Linked DNA regions of Zea mays: region 1 is linked to region 2. A link is a contact called in public Hi-C data. All regions are on one chromosome and are shown on one strand. Each heading gives the region's core, a stretch centred on a gene start, on an enhancer-like site or on the middle of the called end of the contact. The rest is flanking DNA. Distances are from core to core; before and after follow the strand shown. Region 1 holds the start of LOC103655506 (MADS-box transcription factor 27). Region 2 has its middle 16 kb from the start of LOC103653675.

Region 1 (2,784 bases), core at 112-2,611, 190 kb before region 2:
ATTAAAGAATATATTCAAGATGAATGCAAAAACATATAGCAATCTTTTAATTAAACAAGCAAACACATGAGAATATACAGAGGGATTTATTTATCTAGAGCAAACCTTAAGCTCCGAGTTGGGATTTGTGACGACTTGCTGCTCTTCCTTGGCCTTGCCGTACCGATCTATAACTGATTTCATGCTGCACACAGCACAAATGGCAGTTTATCAACAACAAAAAACTATTATTATATGATTCAGTGAAAAATATTTAAGTTTAGCTACCTAAAAGCTAAATTCTTAGTTACAGAAGTTAGATCTAGGCTCTCTCCCTCTATATATTTAGGAAAGAAAATTCCAATGATACTAACTACTAGCCTAAAAAACTGCAGACATATATATATATACATATATATATATATATATATATATATATATATATAATATATATATATATATATATTATATCACAAAAGCGTATGTGTTTAATTTCCTACTGCAATGACATGTATTGTCTACCTTAGGACTTCTGTGCATATATATGGTGCATATGTCCATCATGAGTCCATGCATGATGTTTATTTAGATAGGAAGTTTCTAATTTCAGATCATAGAATGCAGTCGAGAGAACCTAAATAAAACAAGAACTACTATATTATATACTACTTCTGTTCTCGAATATTTCTCGTCCACTAATTATTTTTAAACTAAAACACAACAAATAAAAAAAATATTACTTCGTCAAGCAACAAGGAAACAACTGGCATTATTGAAGTATTAAACTAAAGCAGGCTGCAGGCCAGGGATGAACAGAAGAGACCTGGTGCTAGAGTACTCGTAGAGGCGGCCGGTGCTGGAGAAGATGATGAGGCCGACCTCCGCATCGCAGAGGATGGCCAGCTCCTTGGCTTTCTTGAAGATCCCGTTCCGGCGCTTGGAGAAGGTCACCTGCCGGCTCGTGGAGTTATCGATCCTGCGGATCACAATCTTTCCCCTCCCCATCTCCGCGTCCCCGGCCTCGATCTCTCTTCAGTCAACCTGCTGCTGCTCTCGCACGTTCGCTGGCACGAAACCTATGGAGATATGATTGTGGCCCTCTAACTCCAACGACTCGATCCAGGACAGGACAGGAGAAATTAAAGCTAATTGAGGACGACGGCAGGAGGAGATCTGGCGGGAGCTGTCGAAGAAGAATTAGCTCAAAAGCTGGTCTCCCAAGGGGGGGGGGGAGAGGAGGAGGGGGAAATATGGACGATGCTTCTTGTGGGAAGAACGATGGCTTTTCTTGGCGCAGGGTGGATGCAACTTGCGAGCAGACTTTCCCCTATCTGCTACTTGCTTTATTTAGCAAGGAAAGGGAAGAGAAGCTAGGCCGGACGCGCACGACATGTACACCCATTTCCTGCTTACCCTACCTCATCTCTGTGCTTTCTTTATTGGCTGCTGCTAATCACCCCTCAATGAGGGCTTTGTTTATTGGCTGGTGCTAATTAACCCTAATTAAATGATGCCTCTGTGCTAATGATAGCCCAGAAAATCGTCGCAACCACGAAAGGAAAGCTGGTGATGACCATTCTAAACAAGCTAGTTCCATCAACTATCAACTATAAGCAAGACCTTGGGAACTATAGTCAAGGAAGTAGAAAATAATTAACTATATATGATATATGTTGTCCATTTGGGATCAGAAGATTATATAGATACAGTTTTCACTATTAGGTCTCGTTTGTTTCTTTTTATTTTAAGGAATTGGAATCTTATTAATGGAATAGACTATTTTTTAGAATATGACATTCCACCACTTTTCAAAGTTACCATATAAGCCTATATCAAATTCATGGGGTGAGAGATGGAAATTAATTCTATAGATTTACATGCTATTTTTTCGATGTACAACTTATAGCACATTCTTCTAATTGCTTCGCTATAATATAAATATAGTATATAACTATCTCTCTTATATGATTTAGGATAATGTACAAATATATTACATATATAAATATATGAACTTAATTAGTTTTATCTAAATTATAATTATTAAAATTGAATTCAATTCCAACGAAATAAACGAACCTTTATTGTTATTGTATCCGTAGACTAGAGCGGTTGGCTTTACTTTGTGTGTACTAGTAATTTCTATATAGCTAAATGCAACGATCCATTTAACTACAATTTTTTTTTGGTTCAGTGCGACTAGAAACCCCAAAATTAAAGGTTATAGTCATTGACTCATTGTGCCATGTTCTCTCTATCTATATGTCTCCATATACCAAACAACACACAAGAGACAAACGGTGCTACATGATATGCTGCGCACAGAAGATCTGAAACGATTAGTTTGGTTTAGCGTGCTTAGTAGTAAAGTTATATTAAAAGTAGAGTTAAACTACTAAGGCCGATGGCGAAGATAATATTGTTGTGTTGTGCCCTAGACGACGGCTGACAGGTGCTCGTGGTGTCACCGCCGCCTGCCGGACGTACGGTTAGCCGACTCGTGGAGGCGCCGGTGAAGAATGAAGATTCGCAACAATATCTCGCACACAACTCACGAGAAGCCTACATGCATGCATGCCTGGCTGGTGCTACATACATGCATGTACGCAGTCATGTCATGCTGTCTATGCAGTTTTAGGTTTGAACAAATCAGCGCTACTTAAACAACATATTCTCTCTGTGCGCGCACACACATTGTGTTCACACAGACACACGGATGTGACACTACAGTACTAATTAAAGTACCTCGTGGCAATCTCCAACCGCTGGGGGTGAAAAACGTATACAAGTGCATACTAGTCATCTCGT
Region 2 (3,205 bases), core at 1-2,500:
ACGACACCCCTTCCTACTAACTGACGCTTACTGGAGATTGGTATAGTTGATCTTGTAATTTGTTAGAGAACAGTATGAACGTATTTATGGTAGCTTGAATCTATGTATGAATTCACTTCGTTTTTCCATGTTTTCTTGTCTCTAGACCCATGCTGGCACCATATTGTTTCAGAATTCCTAGCTACATGTTGCCTACTGCCTACCAGCTTGCACAACTAGTGTTTTGTTTCAGATATACTATCTATCCTAAAAACAATGCTTTGTCGAATATTTTGGATGTCGTCGCAATGCACGGCACCTACCTAGTTATTCCATTAAATAAGGACATGTTCCTCTCACGGTGCCACCACGGCCCCTCCACCTCGACAACGCCGGCGTGCATGGCCATTCTCAATAGATGGATTTATGGCACTGTTTATAAAGCTGCCATGTAAATATTATTTGTTTAGAAAACAGAGTCTCTCATCTCCCAGACGAAAACTTTCTCATATTTTCTTCATTAAATAACATGCCATGCAAATGAATTTTTTTATAAAACTCCCACGGAGTATTGTCCAATAGGCTCTAAATTTCACTATAAACTCTCGATGAGATCATACTAGAATCAGACTATATTTCTATTTATTTTTAAAATAAAATTAATTAAGGTCACGTTCGAATCATAAAGAAATATTTGGATCGTGATCCATTACCGCCACCTCTACTCAATTTAGCGGGCGTGGCTAGATCAGATGGGGTACCGGCGTACCACGTGGCTAGATCGGATGGGGGTACCGGCGTACCGCTTGATTACCCGTCACGCATGTAATTATAGTCGTCGATGCATGCTGCATTTTGTTGATCGTGCCTCATAAGTCGCAGGCAGAATAAACTTGTAGCGTTCGTACGTACTTCGCCAACATGGAAGCATATTGGGACTTGAGGCTTAATTAGTACTACCTTCGTTCTTAAATATATGACACTGTTGACTTTTAAAAAAAACTTTGACCACTCGTTTTATTTAAAAAAATCACGAATTATAATTTGTTTTGTTATGATTTGTTTTATCACTTAAGATTGTTTGAACTTTACTTGTGATTTTACATTTTCGAATAAATATTTTGAATAAAATGAGTGATCAATGTTTAAAAAAAAGTTAACGGTATCATATATTTAAGATCGGAGGAAGCAGTAGCATTAGTTAAGGGTAAGTGGGGAACCCAAAACTTGTAGGGGTCATACTGATTTTCGTTTGGGCTTGGGGCCCAGCATTTTATTATGTATGGGCTTGGGTGGGCCTTAAGGGTCTTTTTTTTTGCGGTCGACTTATCGCTCGAATGTTGGCTGTGCTGAATATTCCTCGTTCGTCCTTGTATCGTTCTTCTGTGGTTCACAAGTCCGCTTCTATTTTTTTGGTAGTATTAAAAAGATACATCAATTGGATTTTCTTGGCTTAGCCGCTTAGGCTGTCAGATTCGAACGATCAAATCGTTGTGGCATGTTTATATGAGAACAAAAAAAAAACAGGAGTACGCCGGATATATGCCCTCGATTTGTAGTATGTGCTAATAATACCGTACCAACAAGGTCACGGATCAAATGTATCCATGCATGGTTCATGTGAACCATGTCCCATCCATCCACGCCACACCCGGTTCCAATCCAATTCCCACGTCCTTTTCCACTCTAATTCATGGTAGCGTCTGTTAGATGGTCTGAAAGGCGTCTCCTTCCTGCCGATGGGGACACGCGTGCTTTCAGCGACGTATCTTGACTCGGTTCGTTGCATTTGCATGATCAGGTAGCTATACGCCGATGATAATATTTGTCTTCGATCCAAGGTAAATGTTGAACACTAAGTGTTGAACGGTATTGTCCTAAGGTCCGGACATCCCGTGATCAGATTAATTCAGACGATTATTTTGTATGTGGTTATCCATCTAATCACGTGAAATTTATTAGCTATCGTCTAGAAATAGATCTACGAAGGGGCACGGACCATTAAGAACATTTGAACACAATTTCTTAGGAACACTCCTGGTAACCTGTCGACCCGGAGCACTCTAAGATCTCTCACTCAGAGGGCGAGATCTAGATTCCAGCAAATGGGATAACGATCATGCGCCATCACGGACCGACTGACCCAGAGCGCGAACCGTCCCGTGTGATATAGAGAAGATGTCGCTCCTGCGCCCAGGTCGCGGACCGTCCGCGCCGTCGCAGAGGGCACCGTCAGACGATATAACCTAGTAATTAGCGTATAGATCGACGTCAACATTAACCGTGCCCTGTATATGTGTCAGGTTCTTCTTGGGCGACGGCTATTGATAACTGCGACAAAATCTCGCCCGTCGGCACACAGTTTCGCTTTTGCCCCCACTTAGACGTGTTTCCAGATAGATATCCCCTACGAGAGCGATAGGCTTTGATGGTACCATCTCGTGCGCGCGCGCGCACACACAGAGCTGGTCTCTTAAAAAAAAACTGGGACGGGTGTATAGATGTCCAATAAGCACGAGGCTCGTGAGCTCGGCACGAAGCCCGGTCTGAGCCCGGCACGGCCCGGTTATATGCGGGCCCGGGCCGGTCCGGCACGAATAAGCGGGCCGGACTCGGACAGGAAATTAGGCACGGTGGGCTAGCCCGGCACGGCCCGTTTAGCTCTAAGCCCGTTAAGCCCGTTTTTTTTACACTAAAACGTGCTTTTCGGCCCGCATAGCCCGTTTTTTTCGTGCTAAACGGGCCAGACCGTTGCAGGCTGGGCTCGGACAAGAAATTGAGCCCGCGTACTTAGCCGGCCCGGCCCGGTTTTTTAATCGTGCCTGGCGGGCCAGGCTCAAAACGGGCCGGGCTTCACCGGACCCGGGCCGGACCGGGCCGGGCGGCCCGTTTGGACATCTCTAGACGGGTGTGCCCAGCTTGCGGTTTCTATTTCGTTCGTGGAATGAGAAGAAGAAAGGCAGCAGCGTGCGCTGCGCTGCGCTGGTGGCTGCCTTCTTGTTCTGTTCTGGCGATTTTACACCTGCAGGTGACACAAGTCCAATCAGACGACGAGTGGTTCTCTGCATCTGTCACAGGACCACACACGTCAGCTTCAGCTCTCAGCTTTGGCAATCATGCATGAGCTGAACAATCAATCATTCAATCATGTGCTCCAATCGGGCGGCCTGACCTGCGTACACATGCAGTTAATCGTAGTTAGTACATAAGTACAAATCGCCGAACA

What was found. A called contact is a pair of places that touch in the nucleus more often than the background predicts.
Region 1: a Hi-C map of tassel shows a contact between it and region 2, with 2.4 times the contacts expected there. The contact joins the promoter of LOC103655506 here to the enhancer-like site in region 2. A contact is called at or near these places in 3 of 25 Hi-C or Micro-C datasets (ear, leaf and tassel).

Annotation. Positions count from the first base shown.
Region 1 is chr4:130,896,323-130,899,106 of Zm-B73-REFERENCE-NAM-5.0, reverse strand. LOC103655506 (MADS-box transcription factor 27) reads right to left here and starts at 1,361. Exons shown (of 7, transcript XM_020552601.3): 1 at 803-1,361; 2 at 106-184. The coding sequence starts at 984.
Region 2 is chr4:130,710,541-130,713,745 of Zm-B73-REFERENCE-NAM-5.0, reverse strand. No RefSeq gene overlaps it. Among protein-coding and RNA genes, the nearest start is that of LOC103653675, 16 kb to the right of the region's middle. Within about 2 kb of position 1,250, at least 16 of the 20 cell types and tissues checked have an H3K27ac peak or open chromatin away from gene starts, as enhancers often do. A contact at or near this core is called in ear, leaf and tassel, where this site is marked.